Linked DNA regions of Mus musculus: regions 1, 3, 4 and 5 are each linked to region 2. Evidence: chromatin contacts called from public ChIA-PET, HiChIP or PLAC-seq and promoter capture Hi-C data. All regions are on one chromosome and are shown on one strand. The core of a region is the stretch at or near the end of the contact, and the rest is flanking DNA. Distances in the headings are between cores, read along the strand shown.

What was found. ChIA-PET counts read pairs in DNA pulled down with a chosen protein or histone mark. HiChIP or PLAC-seq counts read pairs in DNA pulled down with a chosen protein or histone mark. Capture Hi-C pulls out chosen DNA fragments and counts their contacts.
Region 1: an H3K27ac HiChIP or PLAC-seq map of extraembryonic endoderm stem cells shows a contact between it and region 2. The contact joins the promoter of F730311O21Rik here to the promoter of Nucks1 in region 2. A contact is called at or near these places in 1 of 484 Hi-C or Micro-C datasets (pro-B cells) and 1 of 115 datasets of contacts at active chromatin or transcription factors (extraembryonic endoderm stem cells).
Region 3: a promoter capture Hi-C map of adipose tissue shows a contact between it and region 2. The contact joins the promoter of Dstyk here to the promoter of Nucks1 in region 2. A contact is called at or near these places in 1 of 484 Hi-C or Micro-C datasets (CD4 T cells), 2 of 115 datasets of contacts at active chromatin or transcription factors (extraembryonic endoderm stem cells and memory CD8 T cells) and 1 of 9 other capture datasets (adipose tissue).
Region 4: a contact with region 2 is called in a promoter capture Hi-C map of liver. The contact joins the promoter of Ctse here to the promoter of Nucks1 in region 2. A contact is called at or near these places in 1 of 39 promoter capture datasets (the C10 cell line), 3 of 115 datasets of contacts at active chromatin or transcription factors (embryonic stem cells, large pre-B cells and memory CD8 T cells) and 2 of 9 other capture datasets (adipose tissue and liver).
Region 5: an RNA polymerase II ChIA-PET map of memory CD8 T cells shows a contact between it and region 2, with 10 read pairs. The contact joins the promoter of Nuak2 here to the promoter of Nucks1 in region 2. A contact is called at or near these places in 2 of 39 promoter capture datasets (the SN4741 cell line and neutrophils) and 1 of 115 datasets of contacts at active chromatin or transcription factors (memory CD8 T cells).

The regions. Positions count from the first base shown.
Region 1 is chr1:132,339,669-132,344,026 of GRCm38.p6, reverse strand. It overlaps F730311O21Rik (a long non-coding RNA gene), which reads right to left and starts at 2,097. Exons shown (of 4, transcript XR_878527.2): 1 at 1,960-2,097; 2 at 1,626-1,716.
Region 2 is chr1:131,908,282-131,912,636 of GRCm38.p6, reverse strand. It overlaps Nucks1 (nuclear casein kinase and cyclin-dependent kinase substrate 1), which reads right to left and starts at 2,179. Exons shown (of 7, transcript NM_175294.3): 1 at 1,887-2,179. The coding sequence starts at 1,903.
Region 3 is chr1:132,415,515-132,419,691 of GRCm38.p6, reverse strand. Dstyk (dual serine/threonine and tyrosine protein kinase) reads right to left here and starts at 2,239. Exons shown (of 13, transcript NM_172516.4): 1 at 1,822-2,239. The coding sequence starts at 2,086.
Region 4 is chr1:131,636,645-131,640,912 of GRCm38.p6, reverse strand. It overlaps Ctse (cathepsin E), which reads right to left and starts at 2,599. Exons shown (of 10, transcript NM_007799.3): 1 at 2,356-2,599.
Region 5 is chr1:132,314,044-132,318,364 of GRCm38.p6, reverse strand. It overlaps Nuak2 (NUAK family, SNF1-like kinase, 2), which reads right to left and starts at 2,240. Exons shown (of 7, transcript NM_028778.4): 1 at 1,893-2,240. The coding sequence starts at 2,135.

The DNA.
Region 1 (4,358 bases), core at 848-3,347, 430 kb before region 2:
GACACACAGACACACACACACATAGACACACACACACACACACATAGACACACACACAGACACACATACACACAGACACACACACAGAGACACACACACAGAGACACACACACACACACACAGGCAGAGTGAGGCACACACAGACCCTCTGCTTCGTTAAGGAGGGACTGGGAAGTGAAACTGAGTCTCTCCTTGATGGCTGGGAGTTTCTAAGGGTCTTTGAGAGGTTGTCCTCCCCTAAGGAGATCAGGTTGAACAGTCAGGGAAGCTCACAGGCCCAGGATTATGGAAACAACACATCCAGGTCTCTGCTCACCAGGCCTTTAGACCTTTGTCTCTGATCAGGAGGAAGAAGCCAAAGTTTGCCATCTTTTTCTTTATTTTGGGCCTGCCTTTCTGTCTGTCTGTCTGTCTGTCTGTCTGTCTGTCTGTCTATCAGGGAATTCATTTAACTCCTAATACACCTGCCCTCCCACCCCCCGTCCCCCAATCACCATTCCCAGTGTTGGCTCCTAGGAATCGCCCAAGAGGCCTGGTGTGGTACAGAACACCTGTAAACCCTGTTCAGGAGGGTCCAGAGTTCCAGGCCAGACTGGCCAGCACCCAACAGCTTCTCCCAGCTTGTGGTAGGTATGGGAGGAGCTAAAATAGAGAAGCTAGGCTGGGCATGGTAGCACATGTCTTTAATGCCAACACTTGGGAGGTAGAGACAGGTGGATCTCTGTGAGTTTGAGGCCAGACTGATCTACAGAGTGAGTCCCAGCACAGACAAGGCTACAAAAACAACCCAACAATAAGAAAGCTATTAAGTTATTCTTATTTTAAGTCATTCTCCAAGCCAGCTAATTTGTTTTATTTATTTATTTATTTATTTATTTATTTATTTATTTATTTATTTATTTATTTTTGAGACACAGTTTCTCTGTATAGCCTTGGTTGTCCTGGAACTCAATCTGTAGACCAGGTTGGTCTTGGATTCATAGAGATCTGCTTGCCTCTGCCTCCCAAGGACTGGGATTGAAGGTGAGCTCCACCACACCCAGTTTAGCCAGTTAATTTTACTTTACTCCACAGAGCAAGCAAGCAGTGTGGGGGACAGAGGCAGCAGCTGGAGAGGTACATTGGGGTCAGGTGGTGACCTTTGACTCCTGTGCAGGCTGGCCTAGGCTGTTGGTACAGCACTCTGGTGGCAGAGGTGTGGGGATGGTGGCAAATTCAAGTCCAGCCCAGGCTGTGGCTGTTATCCAGTTGTTAGAGTGTTTACCTATCCAAAGATCTGCACCCAGTAGGGTAGCAGACAGCACCCAGTAGGGTCTAAAGATGGAGTTTCGTGGAGGGGCACTACAGGAATGACATCTGAACTCTCACCAAGGAAGGGAGTCAGTGACCCAAAACAAAGGTCTAGATTTGGTCCTTAGCTCTATAGAAACCTGGCATGATGGGGGAATGCCCGCCTGTGAGGGGGAGCTGGGGAGGATCGAGAATTCAAGGTCATTCTCAGTTACAGAATAAGGTCAAGGTCAAAGCCAGCACAAGCTATAAGCCTATCTACCAAAAAGAAAGAAAAAGAGAAACAAGAAGTCCTTCACCTTATAAAAGTTACAATTTCACAAGGACTTACTTACCTCTCCTCCCCTGGACCTCCAGGCTTTGAAGGGCAGTGTATATTCTGTTTAGTTCAGGACTCCCGGGGTTCAGCACCACACCCAGTATGCACTAAAGGAGGAAGAAAACAAAGCATGCTTGACGACCTGATTTCTAGGGCACACCTGTCTCTCTTACCAGACTGAGAGCCCCAGAGCTCCCTATGGTGACCCTAGAGACTCACATCAGCCCCTGCTCTGCTGAGTATCCTGAGGCCACCTTTCTTTCCCTTTGGGGGGTCATTTCTACCCCCAAATACATATCTTAAGATTTTTCTCCCAAGGCCTGAACTCCTGCTGCCCCGGCTATACTTACTTGCTGAGGCTCACCCAACCCTCCAGATTCACCCCACAGCTCCACACCCTCAGCCACCCCCCTTGGCCCAAAGTGAGGGGGGTGGGGTAGCCAGATGATCTCAGCACCTCCTGCTCTGACATCCTCTCTGGGGACTTCAGGCGTCCCCTGCCTCCACCCAGTGTCACTTCCTCATTTTGGCAGGAACTCCACTGATAATCTCGTTCACTTTCCACCACTTCCTGTGTTTTATGTGAATCCTCCTGAGCTCAGCTACAGAAGATGAGTCTCTTGGCTGTAAAGATAGCCCTAAATGTCTAAAGGCTTCCCACTAGGTCCTGGGAACACTCAGTTTTGTCTTCGTTTGGTTTGGTTTGTTGTTTTGTTTTGTGCTTCAAGACAGGGTTTCTCTGTGTAGCCCTGCCTGTCCTGGAACTTGCTCTGTAGACCAGGCTGGCCTCAAACTCACAGAGATCCACCTGGCTCTGCCTCCTGAGTGCTGGCATCAAAGGTGTGTGCTACCATCTTCCAGTTTGCCACACTCACCTTTTTAAAGCTGTCCAGAATGGGAGATTCTCTCATCCTGTGGGTCAGTAGCCCAAGGCAATAGCCCAAGATCTTCCTATTGTCTAACCTCAATCTTCCTGATGTTAGGATTTCCAGATTGGGAAAACGAAAATACAGGACACTTACTCAGTTTTGAGTTTGAGGGAGACACTGGGTAAAAATTCTAGTTAAACATCTCCCCTTCTATATCAGAACAAAAGTCATTTGGACTTAAAGGTGTAGCTTGGTAGTGTAGCTTGGTGGAAGCGCACATACTTAGCATAGACTTAGGGTCCTGGGGAAACAGCTCAGACAGCAAGACTGCTTGCTTTCCAAGCATGAGGGTTTGCGTTCAAATGCCAAGCACTCACGTAAAGAGCTGGGTGTGCCTTTGTGACCCTATAACACCCGGACTGTGGGAGGCAGATGGAGAATCATTGGGGCTTGCTGGCTGCCGGCCTAACTTCAGGTTCAGTGAGAACCCTGTCTTAAGGGAATAGGGAAGAGAGCAATAGTCAAAACTCCAATCTTCAGGTCTCCACATACTTAAACATGGGCATGGACATCCACCTACCCACATGAATATCCATGCATGTTCTCTCTCTCTCTCTCTCTCTCTCTCTCTCTCTCTCTCTCTCTCTCTCGTGCGTGAATGCGTGTGTGTGTGTGTGTGTGTGTGTGTGTGTGTGTGAGTGTGTGTGTGTGTGTGTGTGTGTGTATGTGTGTGTGTGTGTGTGAGAGAGAGAGAGAGAGAGAGAGAGAGAGAGAGAGAGAGAGTGTATGCACCATGTGAGTGCCTGGTGCCCTTGGAGGCCAGGAAAGGGTGTCAGATTGCCTGGAACTGGAGTTAGAGACAGTTGTGAGCCACCACGTAGGTGCTGGGAACTGAACCTGTGTCTGATGTAAGAACAAGCGCTCTTAATGGCTGCAGCATCTCTCCAGTCCCATACTCAGCATAATCATGTGAATATTCTCTTTCTTTTTTATATATTCTTTTTTTTATAAACAGGCTCTCACTCTGTAGGCCAAGGTAGCCTCAAACTTGTGATCTTGCCTGTTCCTCTCAAATACTAGGAATATAAGCATGTACCATCATGTCAGGCTCCATTTTAAATTTTTTTCTTCTGATTTTTCAAAACAGGGTTTCTCGGAGTAGCTCTAGCTGTACTAGAGCTCGCTCCATAGACCAGGCTGGATTTGAACTTACAGAGCTCCACCTGTTTCTGCCTCCTGAGTTCTGGTATTAAAGGTTTGTGCCATCACCACCCAATGACTTTTTTATATCATAGGGAAAGAAGATTGGGCTGTGTACACTCTGACACTTGGAAAGCAGTAGTAACATAAAACCAGTGACTTACTTGCTGGTCAGTATTTTTTTTTCCTTAAGTTAATCTGAAATGGGGATGGCATGACTTTACACACACAATTTAACATGAGTAAAAAGAGGTCACATTTCTAATGTAGCTATTGAGGACATGAGGAGCCTGAGGCTGGATCTTGCTTAAAGCCACATTGGGGAGGGAGAAACTGATCTATGGAGACAGACTATCTCAAGGGACATGGGACACAGATGGTAAGGTGGCCCAAGTTGGCCCAGCTGAGGCAGAGGAGAGGGGTCTGTAGAGAAGATGTAATGGCTGCCAAGCATCTTTATGAGCCATGACCTTTGATTCTTGCCGAAACACGTAGATGTGAGGGGACTGTAGAAGTGGCTTTAAGGTGTCATAGCATGCCTTGTGGAAGACAGAAGAGGCACTAAAGATAGTCAGGTAAAGAGAACAACTACAATAGCCAAACTATCTGCTCGCTGCCCACCTCAAATGTCTGGCAAGGAAGGAATTAGCCTACTCTACCCACCCATATCTGACCTGGGC
Region 2 (4,355 bases), core at 930-3,429:
GCCTCTGTCTCCCAAGTGCTGGGACCAAAGGTGTGTGCCACCACGCCCAGCATAAGGGGACATTTCTGAGGTGCTCCCAAGCCACCAGGAGTTATTTAGCATTAAAAGCACAGTGCAGAGTGCAGACCCATACCCTATCTGAAGTACTGTGTGAATGAGAAACACAAGTTTTATTTCCAGTAATCTTTACTTAATTTAACTTTCAATAGCCACCAAGTGGAACAGTTAGTTACAAAGCTAAATGAGCCAGTAGTAGTAGTGTCTCACCTTTTTGTAAGGCAGAGGCAGATTCAAACCAGCCTGATCTACAGAAGAGTTCCATGGGAGCCTTGGCTCCATGAGACACCCTCTCCCCAAATTAAAAAAAATTTTTTTTAAAAGAAAAGACATATCTTTCTAGCAAAAGGACCAACTAATTTATTATACAAGAGACCTCAGCTGAGCAGTGGTGGCGCCTTTGATCCCTGCACTCGGGAGGCAGAGGCAGGCGGATTTCTGAGTTCAAGGCCAGCCTGGTCTACAGAGTGAGTTCCAGAACAGCCAGGGCTACACAGAGAAACCCTGTCTAGAAAAAAGTAATTTGAGTTGGTGGTACAGTTTGGTTAGATTTATGTCCTCAAAGAACTCACTATAACCTGGAACAGTCATATTGACTACTTCCCAAACATCACACAGAAGACATGGTAATTTGGAGGTGCAGGTTAAAACAGAATGGAAAAAGCAAGCTGGTAGGTAATTCATCCTCCGCAGTTCCCTCTCGCGAGTGGGAGGGGTGGTAATCTACCACCAATAGATTATCTTGTCAAGGAGACATAGTGGGGCACAAAACCGTTGCCAGATCCAAACCTCTCCTTGGTATTGGGATACTTTCGATACCAAAACTTGAAATGAATTCATAACTGTAAAAATAGTTAAGAACTAAAGGCAATGGGGCCAGGTAAAGCTCCTTTACAAGTAACATCTATTGACTTTGGTCTCGGTCTCTGTCCCTCTGTCTCTCAGGCCTTAATAGATTGGACTAAACCACACCCTCCACCCAAGCCACATTCTATACAACAGCTCTGGAGGGCATTAAAGGGGAGCCCACCGAGTGAGGGGAAACCGAAAACTTCTTGAAGCCATGTGAATAAAAGTCTGATCGCTAGTGGATCGTAGTCCATTTACGATTAACGTCACACGGGGAAAGAGAGGGTTACAGAAGTAGCAAGAGACGCGTACTGCGGGGTGAGGGGGAACGAGAACCACACGGGATTTGGGTTAACAAGCACGTCCCTGGAGGAAGGGCATTTGTCTGCAAGCGGTGGAAAGAGAAAACTTGGGGTTAATGCGTTCAGAACTCCCAAGTGGGGAGAGGCTGTGGCCCTTATTTTACGGGGCTCAGTGTCAAAACTCACTTTTGCCCCAAGGGGAAAGGAAAACGTGGGTTCCGCCCAGGCCGGGCTAGGAGGCGGGGCCTGCCGCGACCCCGAGAATGGAGGCGGGGCCGGGCGGCGGGGCACAAGCAACTCGCTCGCCAAAACGCTAAGCCGGCGAGCCTCTGGAGGACCGAGTCCTCCGTGTTCGCACCCGGGTCGGCCGTAGGCTCCAACAGGGCCCAGGGGTGCGGCCTATGGTGTGCCTGGTGCGCGCCAAGCCCACGCCAGGGCCATGGCGGAGGTGGGGGCGGCCGCGGAGCCGACCCGGACCCTGCGGGGTGGAGGCGACGCGCCCGTGCGCGCCGCCGCCATCCTGCGCGCCGCCGAGCACCCACGCGCAAGGGCGCGCGCGGCCCCCGACAGAAGGCCGCGCGTGGTAGTCAGGAGCACGACTCCAGGCCCGTTGCCCAGGTCCTTCGCCACTCACCCCAGCCCGTTCGGCCCGCCCCGGGCCTTGGACTCCGCACTGACCTGACAGGCCGAGACATGTTCGCTGTCGAGGCGCGACCAAGTCGAGGAGCCGAGGACCAGGACCCCCCTCCCCGCGCACTCGGCGCCCCACCCCCCCGCTCCGGCCGGCGGGGCCGCTGCTGCCGAGCCCCGGGCTGCTGGCTTCTCAAGAGTCGGCGGCTGCTGGTTTGAGGTCCCTGGATCTGACGAGCCCCCCGCTCCCCCGTCTCTTCAAAATGGATGAATCAAACCAGCCGAAAATGCGCCAAAGCCGCGGTGCAACCAAACCCCGTAGGGTTTGTGCGCTCCGCCCCAGCACGCCCGCTCATTGGTGACTCCTGTCAGATGCGCCCTAGTCATTAGTCCATTTGAATCATCACGCCTCCCAGCCCCGCCCCACTCCCGGATAGGCCCCGCCTCCTCCATGGGGTCCTGTTAGTCAAGATGCGCTGAGAGCGCACGGCCGCAAAACAAAAATGGTCGCCGATTGCCCGCCCCCTGTCTTCCACGCCAGAGCTGCAGATTCGGCTTGGGTTATATCTTGGACCCCCTGCCAAATAACCTGATTTATATAGAGTTCTCTGTGGACTAGGTGGTTCTGTAATGGATTTAATTTCTCCTGACTTGATTATTTTGCAAATCAGCTAATTGCAAGACTCATGGGATAGGCAGCAGATTCGTCACTTAAGAATTGGAGGGAAATTACTTAGGTTCAAAAATTTGACCTTAATCTTAGAAATCCTGTACTCTGACTTCAGCGTTAACCTCCCAGGGCTCAGTCACGCTGCTGAAGTAGAGAGTTGGGTTCACAAGGAATATCTTCTACCCAATCTGATCTTTGAGAGCTACTTAACACTCATTAAAACCTCAATTTCTGATATTAGCATTTCAAAGAGAAAGAGGTGATTAATGGTTAAGAGGGAGACTGGTGACAAAACGCTTGCTTCAAAATTCTAAGTCCACCACTTAGTACTTAACTAGGTTTCCTCTGTGCACCTCAGTTTTATGATGAGTAGAGTAGGATACAAGGCTACCTTATTACTAGAACTAAACAAGGTGCTATGTTGAAAGGCCTTTAGTCTGGGCTTAAGTGTTAGGTTCCGTTTTTAATAGAAGATAAAATTAGTTCGGGGGGGGGGGGCAGGGAGGCTGGAGAGATGGCTCAGTGGTTAAGAGCACTGACTGCTCTTCCAGAGGTCCCGGAGTTCAAATCCCAGCAACCACCTGGTGGCTTACAACCATTTGTAATGAGATCTGATGCCCTCTTCTGGTGTGTCTGAAGACAGCTACAGTGTACTCATATATAATAAATAAATAAATCTTAAAAAAAAAAAAGTAGTTCGAGTTGCCTCAAGACTGAATGCCTAAATCAGAAGTAGAGCACAGTATCTTTGTATTAATATCTAGGATTTACTTCCTGTTATAGTTTGGATTCCATGTTCCCTAGGGACCCATATGCCAAAGATTTAAGAGGCAGGACCTGGTAGAAGTTAGGACATTAGGAGTGAGCACTTTAACATGATGTGGGAACCTTGACTTGACCACCCTCTGTCTTTCTTGCTTGCAGCCTGTAAACACAATGTCATCTGTTTCACTTTGCTGAAATGCTTTTCACCATGATGCTCTTGCTCTCTACAGACACAAAGCCCTAGGACCAAGCAGCCCTCAATGGAAACATATGAAACTGTAGAAAAATAAATGTATTCTTGTAAGTTGATATTTCAAGTCATACGGATAGAAAACTAACACACTTTATGATGTTGTAAATCGATTTCAATACTTGCCAGAGCCAGTGTTTCACTTGAAGAGTGGGGATGTTGCTCAGCTGAGAGTAACTGCTCAGCACACAGTAAGCACTGAGTTCAATCTTCATCACCTCCTGAAACTGGACAAGAGGATACACACCTATAATGCCATCAGTCAAGGAGATAGATGTTCAAGGTCATGCCTGGCTACATAGGGAGTTTGAGGACAGTTTGGACTGCGAAAGCCCCTGAGTCAACAACAAAACCAAGTGAAGATATAGTCCCTAAGCAACAAACCACATCACTATCTGCTTCCTGAAAGTCTCCCAGTGTAAAATTCTACTTATCTAAGGGAAGAAAGCAGCAAAAGAGAAGAATTTTAAAAGTTATTCTTGATCCTTTCCGTTCAACGTCATTTCCTCTTCACTTAAAAAAATATATGGTAAAAAAAAAAATCTCTAACAGCTGGGTAGTGGTGGCAAATGACTTTAATCTTGGCAATCAGGAGGCAGAGATGGGCAGATCTCTCTGAGTTCAAGGTCAGCCTGGTCTACAGAGCAAGTTTGAGAACAGTCAGGGCTACACAAAAGGAAATTTACATAAAATGTGCGGTCTTAGCCATTTACACTTCTGTGGCATTAAGGACATTCATGTTGTTGCATAACCACCACCAAAACCCATCTCTAAAATTTTTTTTATATGTCTCTGGTGTGTGTGTGTGCATGGGTGCATGTGTGTATACCAT
Region 3 (4,177 bases), core at 990-3,489, 510 kb before region 2:
GATGCTTCAAATTTTGAAAATCTCCAACTCTCTAAATTAAATCTATTCTGAGTTGGTTTTCTAGGTTTTGGTTTTTTGTTTTGTTTTGTTTTGTTTTTAAGAGTAACTCTGAAACAGTCACTTTAAAGTAAGGGCAGAAACAGAGGGCTTTTAAAGCAAAGCTTCTGACGGAAGAAGTTGCTGCCAAACTCTGGGTCCATTGAAAAATATGAGCTGCCTCACCAACTGCTCTAGACAGCGTCTAGAAGTGTCAAAAGCACAACTTCAGAAAAGTAGTTATCACTCTAGTGTTTTTTATGTCCTGAAGTAAAATAAGATCTTTTGCCTGGAGGTGGTGGTGCACACCTGTAATCCCAGCACAGGGAGGCAAAGGCAAGCAGATCTCTGAGTTCGAGGCCAGCCTGGTCTACAGAACTAATTCCAGGACAGCCAAGGTTACACAGAGAAACACTGTCTCAAAAAAAAAAAAAAAATTTTTTTTTAAAATACCTATACTCTGTGTGTGTGTGTGTGTGTGTGTGTGCGAGTGCACACACATGTGTGTATGCACAGTGGCCTATATGTGGAGGTCAGCAGACTACTTTCAAGAGTAGGTTCTCTCCTGGTCAACTCAGGGCATCAGGATTGGCAGCAGGTACATGTACCAGCTAAGCTATCATGCTGACCCAAAACAAGGGCTCTTTAAATTGCTATCCTGGGCAATAGAACAGTACCATTGAGGGCCCTATCAGGACTTACCAGCATGTCTTTAAACACCCCCTTCTGTAGTCTCAGACAACGTTCTTAAACATGCAACAAAGAGTATAGGGTCCAACTCACAAGTTCACCTTAAGTGATAATAAAACACCTGTATCAGATTCCAATATCTTTGACTTGCTAAATTAGACTCTTAGGACCCCCCCACCATGGTTACACAGCCAGAATCCATAAGACACAACCTGAGACATGGCATTTTTAATACACTCCTGAGGTTATTTTAATCTACACTGCAGCTCGAGAATCACTAAAGGCAAACCAAGGACATACCTGCTGTTAGGTTGTGCCCCGTCTACCTACCCACATGGAAAGTCAGTGGCTTCTCTCATCAACTTCCTAAGGAGAAGGTGGTAAAAGTTAAACCCTCTAGTTCCCCACCAATTGCAGTTCAAGGAGGATCAAAGATCTTGCAGTATTTAAAGTGATCTGAGGCCTCTGATACATCCCGAGGGGTTGGAGGAGAGGGGGGAATCAAGTCAAGAAGGGCAAGTTTTTCAAGGGCTCAGGGCCGCCCCACTCCACTCCACTCCCAACAACAACAATAACAACAACAAAAACAACAACAAAACATTTCTTAACTCCTTCACCATAAGTAACATCTCTGACCAATTAATTTCTAACACCCATTAAATATCCTTTTCTTTGGCAACTCCAAATCCTATTTAGAGGACATCTTCGCAGGGCTGCCTCTTGACTGGATTGCAAGCACTTTACACACCCAAACCCCGCGCGCTCACACACTCACATACCAGTGCAGTCCGAAGGCGCCCAGAGACTTCAGAAACACCCAACCTAACACCTAACCGGGGACTCGGTCCCCATACCAAGCACCCCAATTCAAAGCAACTTTCTCACCTCTCCGCTTAGCCTTTTCGAATTCTGCCTCCCGGTCTCGAGCCCTTGCCACCTCTCCCCAGGGTATCCTCCCACCTCATCTAAGATCCCCGAGGCCCAGGCCTCGCGCCGCCCCGCGGCCCTCTCCTACTGGCCGCCTCCTCCTGGAGTTGTTTTGCTGACGGAGATGCCACCCTCCGATTTTCCTCTCTCCATCGGGCCTGTCCTTACCCGCCGGCAGCGGGGCTTCGGCGACGTCGCCGGCAGGGCCAAGCTCGGCCGCTCCGCCGCCCGCGGGGGAGGAGGGACAACTGTGGCTGTGGGAGCACTTGATGTCGCGGAAGAACTTCTGGGTCTCTCGCAGGTTCTGCCGCAGCCGTCCCAGGTAGCGGCGGTAGCGGCTGAAGCCCCGGCACAGCTCGCGGATCATTCCGCCGCCTCCGGGACCCGGGCCCGACACGGACTCGCCGGCCCATGACTGCCCGTCGGCCTCCATCGCTCAGCCAGCTGTCTTCGCGGCTGGCTGAGCCGCTGGCCCGGCCCCCTCCTCCCGCCCCCTAGCGCTCAGAGAAGGCGGAATCCGCCTCCCGACGCCCCTGCCGGCGCTCCGCGCGGCCTCCAGCCTCCGTCACTGCCGCGGCTGAGCAGCCAGAGCGCCTGGCTCCGGCCAGAACCTTACTCCGCTCCCCAGCGGAGCCAGGGACGAGCTCACAGAGGCACCGTCGCTGCGCGGGCTCCTGGGACTTGTAGTCTGGGCTGGGTGGAATGCCACAACGCCCACAGGGAAGCAAGCTAGCGGGTGGACCCTACTGATCCCTGTGCTTACACTCTTCTCGTTTAAAAGGTGTTCTTGCACTGTACACGAATTCCTAAGGAAAGGCAGAACCCGCAGAGTATGAACCCCGGCAGAAATGGGGTACCTCAAATCTAGGAGAAAGAAAGATTTTAATAAGTAGAAGGAAATAAGGCCGAGGACAAAATATGTCTGTGGTTACCCCAAATGGTTACAACAGATAATAGAGAATTGGTTGAAAATACCCGGAGAATAGTGAAAACTCTACTGTTTGTGTTACAGTCTACTTTTTCTTTTCTTTTCTTTCTTTCTTTCTTTCTTTCTTTCTTTTTTTTTTTTCCTGCTCTAGATGTGGAAAGGGGGTAGGGGTGTGAAAGGGTGGGTGAGACCTAAGAGAAAGGACAGTTGATTTCTTGTACAGTCGGCAGGGGTAAGGGGAAGTTGAAGTTAGTAGCCTTCTAAACTGATTATCTTAACAAGGCTTCTGTCAGTGTGCCAGACTTCCATCGACGCAGACTGTCACGGACTCCATGACACACAAGCCACAAACGGGACAGAACTTGACACCAGTCACCTCTTCACCTGATTGAACTTTGAGTAACTTGGGCTCAATGTGAAATGTGAAGGCTTTAACCTGTAACTTGTTGCACTTTTTAAAAGATCACGCATTCAAATGAGCCTGCACTTTAAGGTAGGCTAGCTGCAAAAAAGGAGCCCTGTGTTCCTTCCCATTTACGCCTCCCTTTGCACATTCTGGCCATTTCTCTTCTTTGCAAAGTTGTATTCCCCTTGCTTTCCAAAAGGCTTGGTAAAACAGAAGTGAGAACACAAATGGAAATTAAAAAAAAAAAAAAGGTTGATAGTGTAAGAGCACTATTTAAAAATAGAACATGGGCTGGGTGTGGTGGTGTATGCCTTTAGACTCAGTACTCTGGAAGCAGAGGCGTGAAGGTCTCTGTGAGTTCAAAGCCAGCCTGATCAACAGAGTGTGTTCCAGAATGGACAAGGCTACATACATAGTGAGACCCTGTCTCTATTCTAACAAAGCAATGCAGGATGAGTCATCACAAAGATTTCTAGTTAGGGGATCAGTGGAGAGAAACCTTAGGTTGGAGGAAGAATCTATCTGCATGAGATACACATGGGAAGACACAATTGTAATCCCATCGCTCAGGAGCCCAAGGAAGGGTAATCCCAAGGGTATGGCCACCCTAAGCTACATAACTAGACCTCATTTCGACATCACAAAACTAGTCTTTATTAGTACTTTATATTTTAGAAATAATTGGGAGAAGGCTGGAGAGATGGCTCAATGCTTAAGAACTCTGACTGGGGGCTGGGGAGATGGCTCAGCAGTTAAGAGCACTGACTGCTCTTCCAGAGGTCCTGAGTTCAATTCCCAGCAACCAGATGGTGGCTCACATCCATCTGTAATGGGATCCAATGCCCCCTTCTGGTGTGTCTGAAGAGAGCGACAGTGCCCTCAGATACATTAAATAAATAAACAAATAGTTCTGACTATTCTTCCTGGGTGTCCCAGGTTCAATTCCCATCACCCATATGGTAGCCAAAAACAAGAGACATGATGCCCTTTTCTGGTCTTTGTGGGCACTGCACACATGGTGTACAGACACATAGGCAAAACAGCTATATACAGAATAAAACTAAATCTTAAAAAAAATTAAGTTAGTGTTTGACACAGGAGGATGGTGAGGTTCAAAATCTGCCTGAATTCCATATCAAGTTCCAGGCCAGGCCAGACTTAGCTACAGAGTTACGACCTCTGGGGCAGGA
Region 4 (4,268 bases), core at 1,350-3,849, 270 kb after region 2:
GTTTGTATTTGTTTTCTGGACTAATATTCTATTATAATGCTATGGATTTTCTATAATATTCATAAATGAAGAAAATTCCCATTGAAATGTTTGTGGTCTTCTTCCTCTCCTCCTCCTCCTCCTCCTCCTCTCCCTCCTCCCAGTTCTCCTCTTCCTCATCCTCTCTCTTTTTCTTTTTGGTGTCCTTGGGGATGTACAGCTCTGATACAGCGCTCTACTACAAAGCGACATTCTCAACCTTACTTAACTCATTTTGAGACAGGGCCTCTGCAAGTTGCTCAAATGGACCTTCAACTCCTTCTATAACCTGGGCCTTCCTTGGCCTTCACAGCTGCAACTACAGGTTTGTACCAGCAAGCCTGACTCCAGACTTTCTGAGATACTCTTTGGGATGACAGATGTTGTCTTGTCCACAAGAGATTTGTGTTTGTGTGGATAACAGTAGCAGGCCAATTTTCCTTATCAGATAGAATCTGGTTATTAGGAAATAGATATTTCAAAGTCACATTTAAAATTTTAAACTGTTGATGTTTTATTTCAGTTTCTTGTTTACTGGGAAAAAAGTGCTAAATTCTCTTTACCTTTGACTCTTTCTAGTTTTCAGCTGATTGATTTTCCATTGTTGTTGTCAAGGAGATGGTAAAAGCTTAGACCTCTTTGAAAACTCATAATGTAAGAAACAGTTTCTACGTGATTTGTTACCAAACTGTCTGAAAAAATTAATTGCTTATTCTATTTCCCAGACTTTTAACCTGTATTATTCATAGAGCAAAGACTTCTTCCTTGAGGGAACTTCACCAAGGGCACTCGCAGGACGGGTATTTCCACAAAGTGGCCGAGGACAGTCTAGCTTTTGTTGAAAGTCTCAGTGATTGTTGAGAATGAGACCCACAAGTGAATTCACTTTCTGCTCCTGTTTCTAGGACATACCCATGTCAGCAGCTACCAGATTCAATACTTTCTTTGCACAGTCTATCTTGTTCCCTTCATTTAGTCAATAATTCAAATAGTTTTATTTCACTTCTTTCCCCAGACAGATTTTTCATTTTCTGTTTTGAGTCTAACATTTTTTCCTTATGTTTCTTGAAAGAAACAACATAAATCTTATATATATATATATATATATATATATATATAGAGTATATAATGTAAAAATATATTATATATAAATAAATAGAATATATTGTATATTATATACAATGTATATACTAGTGCACATATAATATATAATGTATAATATGTGTATATAATATATAATTAAGATATTATATATAATTAATGTACATATATAAGAGTTTATATTAGAATTTATTTTTAATTTTAAAATGATTTTGTTTTTATGTGCATTGGTGTCTTGCCTGCATGTGTGTCTGTGTACCATGCATGTGCCTGGTATTCAGGGAGGCTAGAAGAGGGTCTTGGGTCCCCTGGAACTTGAGTTACAGATGGTTTGAGCTGCCATATATGTGCTGGGAATTCAACTCAAGTTCTCTAGAAGAGCAGCCAGTGTTCACCATGGAGCCCTCCTTCCAGTTCCCTCTCGAGTTTATAACAGAAATGAGTAATATGCTATGAAATTTTTGCCAGTAGGTTTTTTTGTTTTGTTTTGTTTTGTTTTGTTTTTAAGAGAGTGCCTCACTGTGTTCTGACGAGCCTGGAACTCGATATGTAGACCAGGGTGGTCTTGAACTCACAGAGATCCACCTGCCTCTGCCTCCCAAGTGCTGGAATCAAAGGTGTGTAGCTCCACACCTGGATCAGCAGTTATCTTTGTCCTGAAGAAATTTCCTTTAGCAACGCATTATTAACAGCTATAATGCAATTAGCAGCTCATGTACAGTACACTCTAATTTAGAAATAACATGCAGATGTAGAACATTATATAAACATTAATGACAGTAAGTCATGCCATAATAAAAGTCTTACACACACACACACACACACACACACAGAGAGAGAGAGAGAGAGAGAGAGAGAGAGAGAGAGAGTTAAATCAGGAACTGAAAGGCACCGTTCAGACAATATGACTTCTATTGCAAAACCTCCGATTTCATCAGTACACAAATAGTAGTAGGGATTTTAAAACCATCTAAATAAAGAGTGGAGGGCAGCTTGACCTACCTAGTGAGACCATGTCTCAAAAAATCAACCAAGCAAATAAAACAAAAACTTCAAAGTCCTACGCAAAGCTCCCCGTAGGAAAATCAATCTTACAAACCAAGCAAATGGCAGCCTTCTTAGGAGGTGCTCACTTTTACCTGTGAGGAAATTATCATAATAAATGGATTTTTGTTAACTAAAGCATGAGATTGTCATTTCCCAGAAAAATTTGTAACAAGATTATAAACCACTTACCTTTGAAGTTACCGGATATAACCCAAAATGTCAAGAATTTCGTTTTCTTGTAGTAAGTGGATGGGTTGGGCTCCGAAGCTGAGCTCTGTGTGGAAACCCCGTTTTGTTGTTTGCTAACTCCGACTTTAAGCAACTCTTATCTCTTGGCCACCTCAGCTGCAAATGGAGATAACCACGCCTGATCTTTCTAACCGCTTCTGGAGTCACACAGGGCATCTGCAGTTCTGAGGAACAAATGAAGTTGTGAGACGGGCATACAGTTTTTTGGCACTTACAGGAAGTGTGCCTGCTCTTTCAAATAAACAGGAAACAGACTTTAAAGTCAAGTAAAGGAAGGTAGGCATGGTGGTGCATGTCTCTAATTCCCCTGTGTGAGAGGTGGATACAGACATATCAGGAATTTGGGGCCAGCCTCAGCTACATACTGACTCGAGGCTAGCCTGTGGTACATGAGACCTTGTCTCCATAAAAATAAAATAAATAAAGGATGTGCAGAGGCAGTAGAGGACATTATTTCCATAAACACAAGATTGTTTTTTGTTGAGCCAGCTGTGGCCAGGTGCCAAGGTCACAGTGGAGACCACAATGCTCACAGCCAGATGTTCTTCGAACTCCAAATATCAAAGCAACCATTGACTGTTTGTAAATGAGCTACCACATGAATTGAACATGTCAAAGCCTTCTTTAAGACAACTTCAGTCAATAAATGGGCTCCATAATCAACTTCAAGAGACACAGGAGATTTATTTGGAGAAATGAAATTTTGCGGGTAACAACCAGAAAGATGTTCTTGGTTTTTTTTTTTAAAAGATTTATTTATTTATTATATGTAAGTACACTGTAGCTGTCTTCAGACACACCAGAAGAGGGCGTCAAATCTCATTACGGATGGTTGTGAGCCACCATGTGGTTGCTGGGATTTGAACTCAGGACCTTTGGAAGAGCAGTCAGTGCTCTTATCCACCGAGCCATCTCGCCAGCCGGTTTTGTTTTGTTTTGTTTTGTTTTGTTTTGTTATTGTTGTTGTTGTTGTTTTCCAAGACAGGGCTTCTCTGTATAGCCCTGGCTGTCCTGAAACTCACTTTGTAGACCAGGCTGGCCTCAAACTCAGAAATCTGCCTGCCTCTGCCTCCCAAGTGCTGGGATTAAAGGCGTGTGCCACCACTGCCTGGCCAGAAAGATGTTCAAGCTTCAGAAGTGGTGAAGTGTTTCATCACACGGAGCTGAGAAGGCATGCCCAAGTACCTCTGCTCTGCTCCAAATCCTCTAGGAGCACCTCTGCAGCCACCCTGAGGAAAGAAAGGTGACAGCACCCCAGTGACAGCATCCCAGGTGACAGTCCTGCCCTTCACTCACTCACAGGGCATTTACTGAGGACCCGTTACATCCCAGGCACTGACTAGGTACTGGGGACATAAGTCAGACTGGACAAGATCTCAGGCCACACAGGACTTTTGAAATCTGCTTTGTGAATTGTCCTGGTCACACTGTGTCTACTCAGGTTCTGCCCCCTCCCCACCTTTATTTTATTTTATTTTATTTTATTTTATTTTAATTTTTTATCCTGGGTGACATGATGAGGCCCATTTCTTACCAGTGATTTCAGATGCTCACTGAAGGAGAAAGGACTCTATGGCCTGTTAGCATGCCTGTGTGCCTAGAACCCTCTTACCTGGAACAGGCCAAGGTAACAAAGGCAAGTGCCTCCTCTTGTCATCACAGTTGGAAACAACTGTTCCAGTCTTTGGAAGACAGGAGGAGGAGGATTATGAGTTCAAGGCCAGTCTGGAGAGAAGAGATGGCTTGTAGCTCCTCTCTGATCCAATAGTGCTTCCTTTACAGTGTTTGATTTCTTACTCTGGAACAAACAGCCAAGGTACATATTTTACCAAAGCAGACCTGGCCCCCAGGTT
Region 5 (4,321 bases), core at 991-3,490, 410 kb before region 2:
CTTCAGATAATCCCATGGGACCCTGCTTAACTATCTCTATAAGGAGAATGGGAAGCAAGCTGCAAATGTGGTGAGAAATTCCTGGCAGCAGGAGGCTTTCCTGGGAACCACCAACAGCCCCAGCTCCTCAGGGCAAGGCCTAAGCAGCGCCATGTCCTTCTCCCCCACTGAAGTATCAGAAGTATAGGTCTCTTTAGGGAAAGCAGTTAAGATGTAGGGGTGGGTGGGTGGAGATGAGGGCACTGCTCCAGGATTGAGAAATCATTAGCACAGCGGAGAGCTGCTTTCCAAGAAAGGGGGGGGGGGGGGCTAAGCAAACTCTTAACAGCAATCCTGGGTGGTCCTGCTGGGGAGTTTCAGAGCAGGATCTCCACATTTGCTGATCTTGGCTCCTTGCATGCAGCAAGACATGGGAACCTGAGAGCTCCTTTTGATTTTCTCTGTTCTGATGCAAGAGTCATTGATTTACTTCACTTCAAAATCAAATGTGATCTCTCTCTGTCTCTCTCTCTCTGTCTTTCTCTGTCTCTCTTTCTCTGTGTGTGTGTCAATCAAGAGCTGATGTGAACTCTGAACTTTGATCTCAGTTTCTCAGACACTCTAGCTCCCTCAATCCACTCTTCCTACAACAAGCGACATAGCACACAAGCCACTATTAGCCACTATTTCCTAGCTAAGCCCCCAGACAAAGCCTGGGCCCTGAAGTCTCAAGGCTTAAGCCTCTGAGGCCCTGGCACTTTATAGAAAGAGAAAGAAAAGAAAGCCCGGAAGTACACGATTGCCCAATAACTGTAACCTGGCAGCGGGCAACTGGGGACTGTGCCAGGCCTTAGCAGGAAAAACATACTTGCTCCTATTGATGGGGTTATAATCCACTCCTTTCTCCAACATCCACTCTCCTTCACCAATGAAATGACTTCTTGAATTTCAAACCAGCTACTGGCTGCAAAAGCAAACAATTAGGGGAGGGGACCATTCCCATAGTCAATAGGGCAAATGATGGCTGTACATACACACCCCCTTACAAACAGCATCCACTGGACCTGCCAAATGTTCTCCCTAAACCACCTGCTCTGAGCCTTGCGAAAATGTGAATTATAGACCTTTTATAAAATAGTTCCCTTGGTGGAAAATGAGAGACTGCACATTTTAAACAAGTAGCCAGCTAATACTCAGGCCCACTGAACTAGAGTGGAAGAAACATTGTTGTGTAACTTTTGGTAAATTTGCTGTCCTTCCAAGGGGAGGTTTCCAGATAGGAGTATTCATTCTCAACACAGGATCTGTGATCAGGGCTCAAGTGCATTCACATTTATATCTTATTTTTTCCAAGCAGCTTGTGAGACAGGCTGTGTTCTCTCTATTTTTGCAGAAGGGGAAACAGAAAACAGAGATGGAGGAACTTGCTCAGAGTTACGGATTATTATTACGATTACACATGCGTAAATCAAAAGGGCAAGTTCCCCAAAGGCCTCACATCCAAAGATGTGGCTGGAGTGCTGGGAGTGGACCTGACATTTGGGCCTGCTTTTACATTTCCCAGAATAAAAACCTATCCCAACCAAACTTAGCTTCATTTCGGCTGGAAAGGCCCCAAAGTGTCAAGTCAGAGTTAAAGATCTCCACACCTCATCCATCTACTAAGAACTGGTGCTTTCAACTTCCTCCTTCCATTCTACTCTGTTGACGTTTGTTCCCGTCAAAATTCAAGTTAAGCTCCGTCTTCTCAAACTACAGGCATCTAGTGAAGCTAAGGTTCAGGACAGATGAGCACTGTCCTGAAAACCACGGACAGACACATCTAAAATGCGCGCGCCTGGCAACGCAGCCGAGGACACCGCAAGGGACGCGCTGTGAGCTCCCGAGAGCCGGGAGCCGCGAGGGACACTCACCAGACGCCCCGAGCTCTCTCGTGCCTTCTTCACCTTCCCGTAGGTGCCCTTGCCCAGCGTCTCCAGGAACTCGTAGCGGTGCCGCAGGTTGTGTTTGTGATGGTGCCGCTTCACCGCCTGCTTCTTCATCAGAGGTTTAGGCGACTTGATGAGCCCGTCCGCCAGCGGCCGGGCGCTCTCCGAGGCCAGGGCGGAGGCCGAGGGAGCCTGGCTCGGGCGCTGGAGTAAGGCCACCGACTCCATGGTGCGGGGACCGCGAGGTGGAGTGGGTCGGGCAGCAGTAGCAGCGCGCGCTGAGCCGCGGGCTCAGAGGTCACAGCCGCACCCGAGCACGCTAGAAAGCCCCGCGTTCCGAATTGCTATAAAACGTTTCGAGGGGGAATGTCCTGACCACGCCCCTGCGTCCCATTGGCCGACTTGCCGGCGGCTCGTGACCAAAACCTCTCGCATTGGTTCACCCTCTCCTGCCCCGTTCCTCCCCTTGGCTAGGCGCGGAAAGGTGTGAATGGGGCCCCGCCCACTTGGACCCGAGGCCCAGGAATGCGAGAATGGAGGCAGAGCCGAATTAATACCGAAGTGCCAGTCTTTAGGATTGAAGGCTCTCTGAATTGCTTTAGTCTCTGAATGACGCCAACCTTGTGCTATTGTGCTGTGTTCTCGGTTGGCAAGGGACAATCTAAGGGCACTAGAAAGTCCCGAAGTATTTCTCCACATGCAGTAAATTGTTTCTTCCAAGCTCAAAATCTGAAAAGCCTTTTGATAACTTCTTGAGGTCCATAAAGGAGAAAGTGAATAGGGAGATGGAATGGGTTGGAGACTGACGCCAGCTAAGCACTGGTAGAGAGCTGTCCTGACTCCATGTTCACTCTGCTTGGATTCCACCAACCTTAATTGGATTCTGGAATCCAACAGGCCTGGGAAATCCTTACTTTGTAGGGTTGCGTGGATTCCCTCAAGATGTGGTGGCCTTGTGGATCTCCATAAATTGTGAAAAAAGCACATCACATTCCAAGGACTTACATCCACGAGCTCCTAAATCTGTAAGGAGTGTCTTGGTCCCAGGGTTTCCTCCCAGTGGATTTTTTTTTTTTTTCAAAAGAGCAGGAGGTTGGGCATAAGATTTGGCTGCATTTAAGGGGCCTGGAAGGCTATGTCCAGACCCCCCTTTCCGATGTAGAAAGTGAGTTTACTTCTGCCACACAGCTGGCAAGAAAGCCTGGAATTCAGATACTGGCCTATAGGGAAAGAGTACAGGACAAGAGGACTTCCCTAATTCTAGCTATTCCGGGCAGGCATCCCTCCCTCATCTGCAGGACCTCATCTCTAGCTGTATCTTTAGGACTTGGCAGAGGATCAAAGAGGACTACGTCCTCAATTATCAAATTAAAAAAAAAACTACTCTCTGCCCATTTTCCTACTTCTGTTTGCCCTTTGAATCTTTTCAGAGGGAATAACTGGTATCTCCTTGTCTTGGAGCTCTCTGTAGCCAGAGACCATCCACCGGGAATCAGCCTTCTCTAAGTTCGGACGGTCCATGGAAACTGTATAGCTAGTTTAGTGCCCTATCTTCTGCCAGCTTGCCTCTCCACTCTGAGTAGTCTGTGAAAATAGAAAAGGCTCAACCAGTCTGCTCTCTGTGCGCCCTGTCTGTCAGTTCCTGGGGTCTGTCCAGGCAGAGTAGGACAATGAAAAGCATGTGTCAGAGGAGCAGGCTCAGGGATGGGAGACCTGGGTTCTAGACCTGACTGACATGAAAAGAGGAGGGAGCCCCTAGCCAAGATGAGAGGAGGATAGTTTGGGGTTGCTTTCTAAAGATAGGGCTTTTAAAGCTTACTAGAAGACCCATGTCTGTTAGCTAGCTGTATCAACATTTCCTCATAAGATGAAGACTTTTTTTCAGAGGAGCCCAAGGTTTCCTTTAAGACTCAATCTAGACATTTATCACTATTCCTAAACACCCCCAATACCCAGGGCACTGCTGAACAGATAAAGGTGCACAGTGGATTCATACAGACCAGATGGATGGATGGACACAGGAGGCAAACAAACAGACCTGCAGGCAGAGGAGTGAGCCATCAGAACCATGGAGAGAACTGAGAGATGGCTCAGCAGGTAAGGGCACTGACTGATCTTCCAAAGGACCAGGATTTCATCCCCGGCACCCACAAGATGACCCACAAAGAGCCATAACTCCAGTACCAGGGGTTCTGGCCCCCTCTTCTGATCTCCAACGACATCAAGCATGTATCTTCTGCACAGAAATGCATACTGGCATAAGGCTGTACATATGAAATAAATTAACAACAATTGTTTACAGAACTACTGATTAGAACAACCAAGTGCCAGAACTAACTTTCATTCTGTGTAGGGAGGACCTGGGATGTGGCTCAGTGACTTAAAGATTGGGCTTAGCTCTTTGGAGGATTTGT